Linked DNA regions of Mus musculus: all the other regions are linked to region 5. A link is a contact called in public promoter capture Hi-C data. All regions are on one chromosome and are shown on one strand. Each heading gives the region's core, a stretch centred on a gene start, on an enhancer-like site or on the middle of the called end of the contact. The rest is flanking DNA. Distances are from core to core; before and after follow the strand shown. Region 1 holds the start of Rbm47 (RNA binding motif protein 47). Region 2 overlaps Slc30a9 (solute carrier family 30 (zinc transporter), member 9). Region 3 overlaps Rbm47 (RNA binding motif protein 47). Region 4 holds the start of Bend4 (BEN domain containing 4). Region 5 holds the start of Uchl1os (ubiquitin carboxy-terminal hydrolase L1, opposite strand).

Region 1 (2,700 bases), core at 60-2,559, 520 kb before region 5:
TAAAGAGTCTCCAAACTACTTCCCACCGTGCGGCTTAAAGCAACAGATCAGATCGCTCTAGGCTTTAACTCTTCCCGGGTTCTGGGAATTCCAGTTTGTCACAATTTCTTAGCCTGAGTGACCTGCGGTAAGAAACGTCTTCCCGGCCCAGAGCCTGGCTTCTCCGGGTCCGGGCGCTCGGCGGCCGGCTGGGCTGGGTCGTACGAGCCGGCTGCGGTGCGGCTGTGGCCCGGGCGGAGCGGCACAGGGTCGGATCCCGCGGAGCGCGGCGGAGTCCGGCTGCAATCGGTGCCTCTGCAATCCCTGCTCTTCCCGGTTCCCTCCCTCCGCCTCCTGCCCTCCCCCAGACGAGGCCATTCGCCTCACAGTAGCAAGGTTGTCTCGTATACTCCCTTCCCTTAAACTCACCAAACCAGATTTTTACTCCCAACACCGGCAACTTCCCGTAAATCTGCACTGAAATTTTATCCTGCTCGCTGAGCCTCCGCTGGCCGAAGGCCAGTGCAACATTCCTGTTGTTTTAGAAGCGCGGATACCTTAGCTGAAGGTTTAAAAAAAAAAAAAAATCATATCGGACTGGCCCCGATGCGGAGGATTTACGAACTTTGGCCGCTCAAAAAGTCACATCCATTTCAGACATTCAGAAGGGACCCCAGAAGTGGCACCTGCCCCACCTGGGGACATCTAGAAGAGTGGCTTCCGGCCGCCTATGGCTGTTTAGAGTAAGCCACCCTGAGCCTGCACCAAGGACTAAGGACCCTGCGCCTGACTCCCGGGGTGAGCAGTGCCACCGCCCCCGGCCTTGCGGGGCAGGAAGGCGCTGGAGCAGGTAGGGCGGCAGACGAGCCCCGCCGCGGGCCTGCAGGAAGCCAGGACCTCCTGGGCTGTTCTTACCTGAGGCTGAGCATAGCTCGGAGAGCACAGGCAGGCACGTCACGGGGGGCCGGAGCTCTGACCTTTGCCGGAGCCTTCACAGCAGGGCCTGGGGCCTGGGCGCCGCTGCTCGTTCAAAGTGGCTCATTCTGAATGCGCTCTGACCTAGTGTTACAGCTGGTTTCTAGAAAGGGAACAAAAACAGTGCAAGGAGAAACCTCAGCCAAGCCCTCCTTTAACCTTGCCTCTGATCACAGGGGAACTAAGTCTGACCCCCATCCCCACTCCCAGGAAACCCACCCTAGGGCCGCGGCCCCCGCCCCACCCCTCGGGTTACCTGTTTATACAAGAATTAAGGAGCCTCCCGCATTTCAATGGAGCGCTAAGCCTGTTTGCAGCGCGGAAACAGCCAACAGGAATCGAATTCTGTGACTAAACAAACTAGAAGAGGAAGCGGGCACCACAAGGAACCTAAAGTTGTGATTTCGGGTTGCAATGTCATGCAACTGAAAAAAAAAATACTGTTTCACAGTAGGCTACTTTAATTAAAAGAAGGACCCAAAACTACCCCCCCCATCTAGTTAAATGGAAGCTGATAGAATATCGGCATATAGCGTTAGCCACTGTTGTTAGTGATACTATTATTATGTATAATCCGCCCCCCCCCCGTAGAAAAACGTGCAATGGATGTTAGAAGGAGGCTCCAGACCCAACTCTGCCCTCACTATCTGTGAGCAAGTTAATTACCCTCCAGCTCTGAGTTTCTGGAAGATTCTAAGGATGGGAGTTTTGCTTTCACTGTGGACAGTTTCAAGGAGAAGGAAAGACGAAGTCTTTGTGAAGGGGTGTGCAACTGATTTTCGACTCGTGTACAAGTTTCAAGGGAAGTGGAGAGAAGTTGGCCCTGCCTTCCATGAAGTGCAAATCCAACGTCTGTGTCACGCGCGTAATTCTGACTCAGATTTAGGCACTAGACCTGACCTGCCACCCTGCAAGTTACTCCATAGGTTAAAAGTCAGTGCTAGCGGGGCGGTGGTGAGCACGCCTTTAATCCCAATCCCAGCACTTGGGAGGCAGAGGCAGGCAGATTTCTGATTTCGAGGCCAGCCTGGTCTACAGAGTGAGTTCCGGGACAGCCAGGGCTACACAGAGAAACCCTGTCTCAAAAAAAAAAAAAAAACAAAAACAAAAACAAAACAAAACAAAACAAAAACAAAAAGTCAGTGCTAGATAACAGTGAACCATGCAGTTTGAAGATCTGTGAATGTGGGGCGTGTGGGGTGTGGTGGAGGCTTTGAAAACTCATAGATATCATCCATAGTAATAGTGGAGGGTAGAGGGGGTATTTATGTTCCTTTTAACTTGACATATAAATGAAGAAATCCTAATCTCTTTATATTGAGGTCTTTCTTACTCAGGAACCCTTTCACCCATTTCCTTAATCTGATCCTCAGGTCTGCCTCAGGTCTGGAGGTGAAGACACTGTCCGTACAGAGGTTAGGTAAGCAGGCCAACTTTCCCGAGTGCCGACCTTTCCAGTCTAATCGAAAAGTCAGATCTTACCACCATTAGTAAAAGTAATTCCTGAAGCCAGCCAGGAATTCTGAAGTTCTCCATCCTTTTGATCTTCGATCTTTTATCTTTTAGGCAGCAAAAGTCAAGCCAGGCCAGTTTAACCATGTTCTGAATTCAGAATCAAGACTTTGTCGATAGGTGCACACATGTACTGAGAATCGCAGACTGTAGAAAACTCCCAGTTCCGAACTGTTCTAGGGGTTGATACAGTTAGTTAGCCACCAAGACTCCGCAGCTGTAAAAAAGGCTTCG
Region 2 (2,700 bases), core at 175-2,674, 660 kb after region 5:
AAGCCATTTGTGTGGTTGATCATTTGTGTTGCATGCCCTTACTGATGGAATTTTAGATTCCTGTAGTTATTGTCTTGGCTTGTTTTGGTATGGCTTCATTTTTTTTGAGATGGGTTTCTTTATGCAGCCCAAGATGCACTCAGACTTGATTCTCCTACCTTACACCTCTTCAAGTGCTAGGAATTTAAGTGTGTGCCTCCATGCCCAGCTATTTTTCAAGTTTTTTATCCTTATAAACAATGTAGTTTTGAGTCCCCTTGGGTTTATCTTTATTTTTCTAAGTCCTGAAACTAGGATGTCTTGGCCATTTATGTGCATTTATGATTTCTTTGTTGCTGTTCTCTCCATCTTCCAAAGTGGCGTACTCACTGTATTCTCCATCTTAGTAATGAGCTCTTACTGTTCGCTCTTCTCCATAGGGCTTGCTAGCACTGGGCATCAGCAAATCTGTTCAAACACCAGATCCTTCTCACCCGTAAGTCAATGAGATAAAGCCAAGGGATTGCAGAGATTTGAGATTTATATAACATCAAGTTGTTCGGTATTTGGTCATTTCCTTTGTAGCATGTAAAGTGCCACGGTCAAAGTAAATTCAAGGCATAATTTGAAAATGGAATTGAAGTATTTTTATGCTTTATAGAGCAGCCTAGAGCTCTTCTCTGTATTTGGTAATAACAAAACACTTATCTTAGAGTTCTGTTTTTTTTTTTTCAAGGAATATATTTCATCCCAAACTTAGTTGGCCACCTAATCTAAAATTTTGATGTTAACCCTTTTAAAATGCATATTTCATACTTACTCTTTCTTTAATGCTTTTCTTATCATTGAGAAATCTTTTGATAACATTTCAAAATTAGGTATTTATAAAGTAAGGTTTTTGTTTTAGAAGATATTGCTTTGAGTATGTCAGTGTCCTGATGTAGATATTTATTTTTGTAGCCTCTAGCTCCATATCCATTGTTATTTTCACTAGCTTCATTAATACAGATTGATCAAGTTAAGGCAAAGATGTGCCTTTATCTCTGTGAAGATGTCTATTTTAGTACTTTATAAACACTTTTTCTTAATTGAAACCAGGGTACTGCTATTTTAATAATAATAATAATAACTGCTATTTTAATAATAATAATAATTTAAAAATTATAAGTTATCTAGCATAGAGAACAAATGTTAACAAATTGTATGCCGGCTTCTTGCTGGCAGGTCCAGGTGAGAGGAGAGAGGTCCGGGTCTCTCTGGGGCTGAGCAGGATGGCGAGTGTCCACAGCCCAAAAGAAACACACCAGGGCCTGGAGTCTGTCGAAGCAGGAACTCAACTTTATGGCATCAGCCTCTCACTTATATAAGGAACATAGGGAGTGGGATTTTTGGTGGGTTAGATGACAGAGGAGGTGGGGAAGGGTGACAGAGGGTATGGCGTGACTGACAGGGCCAATGGCAAAGTTCTACCTCAGCAACGGTGGGCTAGAGGCAGGGCCAAACAGGTCTTGCTGAATCATCCCGATGCGGAAGTGACTGAGACAGGTCTCAAAACTAGAGCCAGGCTCGGGTTTATTCTCAAGGCCCAAACCAGGGCCAAAATGGGGCTCAACAATTGCACATCTACTATATTTTACTATCTCTTGAAAAAAATATTTTCCATACCAAAAATTTAAATAAGAGGGTAAAAATTTAAAGGTTTATGTTCCAAAGATTGCTTCTTAAGTATTTTCAATAGCCCATTTTAGCACTACCTAGTACAGTGACTAAATTTTGGACAGTAGTTTAAGGAAATTTAGATATGGTAGCCACATGGCACTTAATATAGCATCAGTAACAACCCTGAAAACAAAAACAAAAACAAAACAGAATCCACAGTGCCTTGAAAATACATATAATTCAAATTGGCATATAGTTGCTGTTACTTTGGAAAAAAACTTTTAAAACAATTTTTTTTCTAAGTCAAATTTGTAAAATATTGTTGCATCAATAAACTGGAATTCTCTATAGCTAGATTATATTTTTGCCTGAAGAGAATTTCAGTAATAATTCCAAATTTAGAATTGCTGTTTGAATGTGTATCTACCAGAGAATGCAGTCATGTTTGTGTTTAAGAGTACATTTCTCAGAAAACGTTTCTATTTCTCATAGTATGTCATAATTTTCAAGTGTCCTGAGAGTGCTGTTTTGGTACTTAAAATGATACAAAGTAATGGTTCATTTTGACCAAAGATAATTAGAAAAATAATTGATGTTTTCAAAATTATCCATGAAAACATGCAGAAAACTGAATATATTGGTTTACTTGTGTGCTAAACTCTTCAGAGCCAGCAGTAAGTTTCATGTTAAACTGTTGAGAATTAAGCAATAAAATTATGGGTAATATTTTCAAAGATCTTGCAATTTTTTCCATTTTGTATACTGTTTTTATTGAAATTTGAACTTTGTGCTTATAGTATTTAATATAAAAAATTATGCCAATTTAATAGTCCAAGAATGATTTTGTTTGTTTTCATTGACTTATTAAACATTTTGAAAGTTAGTGTTCATTTTTGTAAACTATATGATCTTTTTATCTTTCAGGTACGGCTTTTCAAATATGCGCTATATTTCTTCATTGATTAGTGGTGTTGGTATTTTCATGATGGGCGCAGGACTCTCTTGGTATCATGGAATCATGGGATTACTTCATCCTCAACCAATGGAATCCCTGCTATGGGT
Region 3 (2,700 bases), core at 6-2,505, 600 kb before region 5:
AGGTTGTGGTGAGCACCCATGAAAGGGTACCAACTAAACTCGGGAAAAGAACCACTGACCAATCTCTCCAGGCCAAGAAAGTGGGGGGGTGGGGGTGGGTTCTTTTCTTTTTTCTTTTCTTTTTAACTGTACAATTACAAGATGTTGCCGCTGTGGTTGTCCATAAAGTTAAAGATATTCAAGGCCAGCTGGTGATTTTTTTTTTTAAAGTAGTGTCCTATGAAAGGCTCTCTACCAGTAGTGAGGAAAACGAACTCTGACTGCACAGAAAGCAGGAACCCTTGCTCTTTCTAGAAGCGATGTGAGATATTCAGTTGAGACACTCTCAGGGTAGTTTCACGGATGCCCCTGGGGAGAGAGTGGACCATGCAGCCATCGGGCCTCACTGACAAGATCTCACACACACAGCTCCGTCACACACCAAGGCCAAGTTTAGAACAGAGTCCCTCTCATTCACAGCTAGGAGGAAGTACTGTGAAGACACACGCTGTCTTTTATTATTCCGAGAAGGGACCTTCTGGACAAGACGTGCAGCTTTTTTCCCCAGAACGTTCCTTTCCCTGAACTCCTCTTCCCAAGGTGTCCCCTTGAGCCTGAGCCCCGTTGTAAGGACTTCCTCTGGTTCTATTTAAAACAGGGACCTTTGACTCCCAGGAAATCAGTAACTCAGCCTTAATTCACTTAGCTCTCTTACGATGACAGTTATTCTTTATCCAAGCATAGCAAAGCTTGAACTTAGGAAAAAACTTGAAGGCTGCTGAATACGGGGCTGAGAATCTCTGTAGTTAGTGAGGAAGAATCAGTTTCGAGCAAGGGCTGGTGACATGACTCAGTCAACCCTGAGATCAAGTCCTTGGACCCCTGTGGAGGAAGAAGTGAACCTATTCAAATTGCCCTCTGAGCTTTACACACACAGGTGCTGGGGCATGTGTCTGCCCCCCCCCCCCCCCCGAAATAAATGAATACAGTAAAAAAAAAAAATCTCAAAGAAAAAAATCATAAGTAAAACAAACAAGTTAGAGCCCAGAAAGTCTTATCTTCAAAACAGATGAATTACAAAAGAGAGAAAGCTCAAGCCAATGGCTGGCTTTCTAACAGAGGATCGCCTCTTCCCGGTACTCTGTAAGGCTGACTGGGGCTGGGGTGTACAGCTCAGAAGCCGTCCCTTGCCAAGCACGAAGGAAGCCCTGATTCAACTGTTAGCACTGAAACGAGTGAGGGAGAGACTCTTAGGAAATCGCGGTGGCAGAGCCCCAACAGCCTTCTCTAGAACAAGATTGCTCCCTAGTGTGGTAAATGCTTTTCACCTTGAGTCAGGCTCCACTGTAACCTGGCAAAGCTTCTCGGGCCGGGCTCCTCATACAAGACAGCTGCAGTTGCTCCTGAGACAACTGCTTCCGTTAAATAAATGGCTCACGCAGAGTGCTTAGCAAACACACTCCCTCAAAGTGGTCCTCCCTCTGCCCTCTCAGGTGATAACATTTCTATCCCACCCTTTGTGAGGTCACCCAACTTTGTGAAGAGCTGACACACGGAGGCATGACTTTTTTTAAGCTCACGCTCATAGTTTTAACTCCTGAAATAATTTTTTTTTTTAAAATGTGGTCTATTCCTACAAAGCAAAACTAGGCAGCAAAGGAGCTAATAAATTAGAGCCTGGGCAAATATCACAGATATAAGCGCCAAGAGAGTAACACCAGAAGTGTATAGACTGCAAGACTCCGTATTTATTAAGATCCATGCCAGCCAAAGCTGGACTATGATGACAGATAATTGTTAACGCAGGACTGGGAGGAGGAAGCACAAGAAGTAATGTTGAAGAACTGAAAAATGGAACCAGGCAAAGGGCAAACACCTGGAGTCCCTGAATTGGGGACTGAGGAAGACTGCCACAGGTTCAAAGCCAGCCTGTGCACACAGTGAGACCCTCCCTCAAAACAATGCCATAAAAAGAACTGAGAGATGAGAACACATCCCAGAATGAGCTTTTAATAAACAGTTAAAGGATGGGTGGATGGACAGATGGATAGATAGATGGATGGATAAGTGGAGGGATGGATAGGTCTGACAACCCAGAAATGTTAGTGAACGATAACAGACAATATTAAGTGGTGAGGGTTTAATGATGTTCTGATCTACAGATATAGCAACACACCACTGGGTGCTATGTTCCCTTAGCAGAATAACTGTAGGCTTCCCCCTAGTGACCTTGACCTATCTAGTCTCAGGTTCTTAACTACTTTTCCAGTGTGTGGTGTGGGTTCCATCTCATGGGGTGGGACTAAATACAATCAAAAGGTGGTTGGTTACTCATTCCTACAATCCCAGTACTTGGGAAGCTTAGGAGGGAGGGTCAATGGAGTTGGAAGTGAGCCTAGGCTGCCCAGCCATTTCTAGGCCAACTGGAGCTCGTTCAAAACAAACAAACTGATGGGTGTGGTATCACACACCTTTAATCCCATCATTTCAGAGGCAGAGGCAGGTGGGTCTCCGTGAGTTCGGGGCCAGTCTAATCTATACAGTAAACTCCAAGCGAGCCATAGATATATACAGCGAGATAACACTTATAAAAGAAAGGTAGAAGCCCCGCTTGGAGGCACATACCTACAATTGTCCTGGAACTTGCTCTGTATAGACCAGAGGCTGAGGTAGGAGTTCAAGGTCAGCCTCAGCTACAGAGACTGTCTCAAAAGAACAAAA
Region 4 (2,700 bases), core at 170-2,669, 750 kb after region 5:
TGCTCTGTGGATGCTCCTGTGCAGCGACCCCTTGCCCACGCCAAAAAATCTTCACTCCCCACCCCACAACCCAGAGCAGCAGAACCGCGGATAAAGCTAGGGGGACTGTGCGCCATGGACACCGGAGCGCACAGAGAACAAGAAACCCAGAGACCCCAGGAGGAGCCCAAGTGGTCCAGGTCTGCCCTACTGGGGCCGGGATCTTCAAAGGTCAGCTCCCCCCACTCCCCCAGGCAAAGAACCTCCGAGAAGGACAAGTAGACCTCGGGCGGGCGGGCAGGCGGGAAAGGGAAGTGTGGCGTGGGGGAAAAAGTGAAGTGGCCGGGAATAAAATGGGCGTCTCCTCGGAGTGGCCTCAGCCCGCTGTCCCGGGGCCTGTCCCCTCCCCAGCTCCCCGCCCAGGGCCTGCTCTCTTCACAGGCTCTCCCGCTGCCCTCCCGGGTGCTCGCCAGGAGCCCGCACCCCACAGCCACCTGTTAAGGCGCGCGCGCCGTCGGAAGCTCGGGTCACCGCGGCGCCCCGGAATCTTCCAGAAGTTACTACTGCCCGAGCGTAGCACGCTCCCGAGGCCCACGGGGACCACGGGGACAGCGCGCACAGCCTCTCCGGACCCCCCGATTCCCACGCCCTCCCCCCCTCCACGCCACCTTCGGAGCTCCGCAAAGTTGCGGCCCGGGAGTCTGTACCTGCACTGAGCTCCAGGCTGGCGCCGTCGCTACCCGCGCCGCTGCTGCAAGCGCCGGTCGCCGGGCCAGGGCCGTACCTGACGACGGCGGCGAAGGACGACGACGACGAGGCGGCGGGGGCCGCGAGCGGCGGAGGCGGCGGCGGCGGTGGCGCCGGAGTCCTGGGATGGCCCGGGGGCGCGGCGGGTGTGCAGGACGGCGACGACGACGAGGCGGCGGCGGCGGCGGGGGCCCGGCCTGACCCGGCCGGGTAGGACGGCTGCGTCGGGAACGGCGGCGGCTCGCTGCTGCTGATGGGCACGGCGGCGAGCGAGGCGAAGGGCGGCGGCGGCGGCGGCGGCGGCAGCGGGGACGGCCGCGCGGGCGACAGCTCGAGCAGAGAGGGTCTGTCGTAGCGCTTGGCCAGCGCCGGCCGCCGGCTGGGGAACGTCTTGAGGACGCTGTAGGGGCCGCGCTGCTTGTAGATGCGGGGCGCGCTGGGCCCCTCCTCCGCCGCCTGCATCTCGGGCTCCATGCCGAGTCTGAGGCCCTGCCCGCCCCGCGCGCGGCTCCGGAGGTGGCTCGGCCGCCCGGCCGCCTGCTCTACCCCGGCGCGCGCCGGCGGGAAGGCGTGTGTCTGCGCCGTGGCCGCCGCCGCCGCCGCTGCCTGTCGCCGAGCCTGGCATCTCCGAGCCCCCGCGCGGGGGGCTGCCGCCCAGCGCTGATTGACAGCCCGCCTCGCCAATGCCTGGAGGGAGAAAGGAGGTAAGGAGCAAGTGTTTAGGGTAATATCTGCTAATGATGATGGGGGCGGGGCGGGGCCTGGGCCCGGGCGGCCCGCGCGATCGGCGCTTCGGACAGGGTCGTGGGGGGAGGTGGGGAGGGGGAGCCCGTGGCCCGAGGGGACCCGGTGGGGGAACGGAACCTGGAGGGCGTCCCGGTGGGGACAGGTGGAAGAGGTGGCGTCCCGGCTCTCTCGGCTGTGGACGTGAGGCGGCAGCGGTTGTCCGCAGGGTCCGAGCTTTGGAAAGGAGTTCCCGGCGCCCTCCTGCGTGACCTCCCAACTCTCGGAGTGCACGAAGGGGGTGGTACCTAGAAGTTAGGGCGGGGTCGCCAGAGTGCAAGGGTGGGACAGCAAGTTCTTCTAGAAGGAAGCTACACCTCCCTCCCCCCGCCCCCCTCCCGAAAAAGAACATCTCGAAGGACTTGGCACAGGCCGCTGGGAGGTTTGTCCTGCCTTAGGGTCTTGCTGTCCCAGGTCTGGCGGCCGAACCAGAAAGCACTCAGGGCCTAGTGCTTCCATACTGTTTCGCTTGTTCTCCATAGGGAGCTGGGCGAGAGAGCACAGAGGCGCCATCATTTCTTTCCATTCTACAGATTTGAAAACTGAGGCTCTGAAAGACCAGATTTGAAAACTGAGGCTCTGAAAGACTAAAGGGAAATATGCAAATTCACGCAGAGGAGTTTGTGAGTGAATTGCACGGTTACATATAGGTCTTCAGAATGTAAAATAGCTGGTAGACAGTGCAATTCAAGGGAACAAAATGATCCCACGGTTCCCTTTGGGATGGTGACTGCTTTGAACATTATTATATTATCTATGCATATACGTTGCAAGACCAAAGTGGCCTGGGATCACCCTTTCCTTGCGTTGCTCATACTACCCGGCACCACCGGGCTAAGGATTCAGTGATGAAGATCTCAGTAATTTGCCGAAGCTGCCCCGTAAGGTTCTTCAAACACAAGGAAGGGTTCCGGCCTCTGCCAGTCACTCCTTCCTGTCTCAAAGGGAGCATCCTCTAGTTAGGCCTACCCCAATCCCTGCATCCCCTCTTCCCAAGCTTGGGTTTCAACCTCGTTCATCATTATCCAGGTCCTTGATGAATGAAGCTCATCTCTCCAATCTGGAGTTGCTTTTTTATTCAGAGCTATCCTTCAGTCTTGGGAAAGTGACCCATTTTCTCCTGGGGGCCAGGACTTTGGCCTCTCATTTTCCAGATCTCTCCCATTGGAAGAGTTCCTCTCCCTTGCTGTT
Region 5 (2,700 bases), core at 168-2,667:
TGGACCCTCTCAGGGTGAAATAAGATGGCCTGGTAAAGGATCCAGCTGGAGAGGCAGTGCTGTTAAAACAAGGTTGGTTCCCTCCATCCTATGCCTTGCTTACCTCGGGCTAGCAAAAAGCATGTCTGTTTTTCACCATTTGTTCTGAGCATATTTTTTAAAATACCCAACCTGCCTGCATCCTTAGCTACCTCATTCTGTGATTTAGCATCCCTGACAATTGATACAGATCTGGCCCCTCCTTCTACTCCGCCTTCAGCACAAGCGTTTGCCTTCCATCCTTTGAAATGTGCCTGTTAGAAAGAACACCCCCGCCCCCATCCCTGGAGAACCGCGGGCTCTCCTCCGTTGCTATTCCCTTTCTTCTGCGCCCAAAGTATTGTGGACCAAAATCTTATTATCCCAAACCCCTGTTCTTTGAAAAAAGGTTTCCCCTATTTTTTTTTTAAATGCTTTTTCCTTTAAGCCTCTAGTCTCAAATCATCTATCTTTTCTTTGGTCTGTTTCTAAAGTCCTCCGGCGCCCGTATTCTATGTGTCTCGCATGTACTGCTTCCCAGCGACCCACCGGTTCTTCCCCTGGAGTCACATTACATCAGCTTCACTAATGCACTCCGTATCAGATGTTTTATTCTAGGCAGTCCATTAAAAACCGAGCCTGGACACAGGTTGAATTTAACATGGAGGACAGATTGTCTAAGGTTAAGTACAAACTGTTCCGAGATGGGCGGGGGGGGGGAGGGAGGAAGACCGACAAATATTTATATTCATATTAAACACTACATATACCTGTTGATTTTGTGCTTTTTTTTCTCTCTCTCTCAATGTTTCAGAGACCCTCGAGCTTTGGAGTGATTGAGACGACAGAGGAGGGTTTCCAGAAATTTCGCTCCAAATTGAAAGCTCCCTCAAATAGGCTGCTTCATGCGCTCAAGGAACACCCACCAACAAAACCCATCTCCACAACCACCAGATTAGCTCACCGGCGAGTGAGACTGCAAGGTTTGGGGGCTTGGCTTGTACCATTCTGTGCGGTGCATGGGGGAGTTCGAGCCCTCTTGGCCTTCCTCCTCTGCTTGTTTCTGCTCCCGTCTCCCCTGCTCAGGCTTTCCCAGTGAGCGAGGCCGGCGCTTTATAACAGCAGCCTGGGCGGCTCCACCGGCTGTTTTTTCGGCTCCTCGGGTTTGTGTCTGCAGGTGCCATCCGCGAAGATGCAGCTGAAGCCGATGGAGATTAACCCCGAGGTAAGCATAGCTGCTGGGTCGCTTCGGGAGAAATAAGGCTGACCCTTAGCTACAGCTCGGTAGCTGAATCATTTAGTTTTATTATCATTTTCCTCTTTGCTTTTGGCTTTCAGATGCTGAACAAAGTGAGTGGCGCGGCGCGCAGTCTCTGTCCCTATCCTCCAAGAGCATCGTTGGAGACGCCCAGCCGGCCGCGCCCTGTGCAATGGAGGTGGCTGGGCTGGGGCGCCCAGCTGGGTGTCGTCTCTGCCCTGAGTTATCTAGGGGTTTGGGAGTGACTGAGAGATCGATCACGGGGAGGTGGCGGAGGATGGACCCGGACAGCAACGAGCGCGGGGAGCAGCTCTCGAGGGCGTGGCGACGGCCCGCGGACTCTAGTCCGAGGGCTTCGCGCGAGCCACGTGTGGGCTGAGCTTTGTGCTGTGTCACTGCGCGGCACGCAGGGTGGGACGGCGCGGAGGCTCCTCCCAGACTCGGGTGGGGACCCGTGTGTGTGTGTTTGGTGGGGGGTTGGGGAGTGGGAGGGCCGCACGAGGGATGCTCGTGCTGGCCCCGCCCCCTAGCAGGTGCCCATTATTTGTCTGGCTTTTTCGGTCTGGCTGCCCTGTCTTTTTCTTGCAGGTGTTGGCCAAGCTGGGGGTCGCCGGCCAGTGGCGCTTCGCCGACGTGCTAGGGCTGGAGGAGGAGACTCTGGGCTCAGTGCCATCCCCTGCCTGCGCCCTGCTGCTCCTGTTTCCCCTCACGGCCCAGGTAGGGAGAGGTCTGTGATGGGCGGGTCTCAGTGGATACGCAGTGTTGTGGAATGAGTTCCTACCTCACGCTGTCCCCTTTTCCTGTAGGGTCCCTGATAAGGATCCCACTTCTTAGGGTGGGAGGTGCTTGCATTTTCATCGGGGCTCTATTGTGATGTCCATTATTGCCTCAATTTGGAAGAGAAGGAGCCCATTGCGTCTAAGTCTTTTTTTCAGTTATCCAAAGAAAGATCTCCAACTTGTTTATTTTGTTTGTTTGTTTACTTATGAGCCTTGCTCCCACTTGCGGATGGCCGGTTTGTTTTTTTTTTTTTTTCCTTTTAAGGGCCGTGAGTGGGTCAGGTCCCTGGTTTGGTTCTGTTGCTCTCTCACCTGACTGTAAACTGATGAGGGCCTGGCTTGCTTAAGTCAAAAGAGCTGTCTCTTCATTTGCCACCTCCATCTGCCTCTCTGGTGGATTCTCCATTCCCCTCCCCCACCCCTCCCAGCAGGCACACTGTTGAACGTTCCTTTTAGAAAGCTGAATCACTGGTGCACAGAGCCGCGGTCTCCACCTCTCTGACCTTGTGGCTGGATGAAGTAGGGCTCCTGTGACACAGTCATAGAGACACTTCTTCATTTTCTGAAACAGTCTTCCATCTTCCACTGGGCAGGGATGCAAATGATTCAGGCTGAGCCATAGAGAAAGACAAAACTGGGGGTTAT

The links. Promoter capture Hi-C pulls out the DNA fragments that hold promoters and counts their contacts.
Region 1: a promoter capture Hi-C map of neural stem cells shows a contact between it and region 5. The contact joins the promoter of Rbm47 here to the promoter of Uchl1os in region 5. A contact is called at or near these places in 2 of 39 promoter capture datasets (the 3T3-L1 cell line and neural stem cells) and 1 of 9 other capture datasets (embryonic stem cells).
Region 2: a contact with region 5 is called in a promoter capture Hi-C map of embryonic stem cells, with 2.6 times the contacts expected there. The contact joins the enhancer-like site here to the promoter of Uchl1os in region 5. A contact is called at or near these places in 7 of 39 promoter capture datasets (the 3T3-L1 cell line, embryonic stem cells, hippocampal neurons and 2 more) and 1 of 115 datasets of contacts at active chromatin or transcription factors (embryonic stem cells).
Region 3: a contact with region 5 is called in a promoter capture Hi-C map of embryonic stem cells, with 2.6 times the contacts expected there. The contact joins the enhancer-like site here to the promoter of Uchl1os in region 5. A contact is called at or near these places in 3 of 39 promoter capture datasets (the 3T3-L1 cell line, embryonic stem cells and trophoblast stem cells), 1 of 484 Hi-C or Micro-C datasets (reprogramming fibroblasts), 1 of 115 datasets of contacts at active chromatin or transcription factors (pancreatic cancer cells) and 1 of 9 other capture datasets (embryonic stem cells).
Region 4: a promoter capture Hi-C map of hippocampal neurons shows a contact between it and region 5, with 4 times the contacts expected there. The contact joins the promoter of Bend4 here to the promoter of Uchl1os in region 5. A contact is called at or near these places in 3 of 39 promoter capture datasets (hippocampal neurons, pre-B cells and stem cell-derived epiblast-like cells) and 2 of 484 Hi-C or Micro-C datasets (both in embryonic stem cells).

What each region holds. Positions count from the first base shown.
Region 1 is chr5:66,150,645-66,153,344 of GRCm38.p6, forward strand. Rbm47 (RNA binding motif protein 47) reads right to left here and starts at 1,310. Exons shown (of 8, transcript NM_001127382.2): 1 at 1,211-1,310; 2 at 895-1,057. Gm26725 (a long non-coding RNA gene) reads left to right here and starts at 360. Exons shown (of 5, transcript XR_001785070.2): 1 at 360-829; 2 at 2,328-2,374.
Region 2 is chr5:67,339,532-67,342,231 of GRCm38.p6, forward strand. Slc30a9 (solute carrier family 30 (zinc transporter), member 9) reads left to right here. Exons shown (of 18, transcript NM_178651.4): 10 at 420-475; 11 at 2,563-2,698. Among named protein-coding and RNA genes, the nearest start is that of Slc30a9, 34 kb to the left of the region's middle. Within about 2 kb of position 1,425, at least 10 of the 459 cell types and tissues checked have an H3K27ac peak or open chromatin away from gene starts, as enhancers often do. A contact at or near this core is called in embryonic stem cells, where this site is marked.
Region 3 is chr5:66,076,411-66,079,110 of GRCm38.p6, forward strand. The region is part of intron 3 of Rbm47 (RNA binding motif protein 47); the gene reads right to left. Among named protein-coding and RNA genes, the nearest start is that of Gm40310, 67 kb to the left of the region's middle. Within about 2 kb of position 1,256, at least 85 of the 459 cell types and tissues checked have an H3K27ac peak or open chromatin away from gene starts, as enhancers often do. A contact at or near this core is called in embryonic stem cells and pancreatic cancer cells, where this site is marked.
Region 4 is chr5:67,426,380-67,429,079 of GRCm38.p6, forward strand. Bend4 (BEN domain containing 4) reads right to left here and starts at 1,420. Exons shown (of 5, transcript NM_001164806.1): 1 at 687-1,420. The coding sequence starts at 1,200.
Region 5 is chr5:66,675,080-66,677,779 of GRCm38.p6, forward strand. Uchl1os (ubiquitin carboxy-terminal hydrolase L1, opposite strand) reads right to left here and starts at 1,418. Exons shown (of 5, transcript NR_102714.1): 1 at 983-1,418. It overlaps Uchl1 (ubiquitin carboxy-terminal hydrolase L1), which reads left to right and starts at 1,042. Exons shown (of 9, transcript NM_011670.2): 1 at 1,042-1,243; 2 at 1,357-1,368; 3 at 1,865-1,993. The coding sequence starts at 1,211.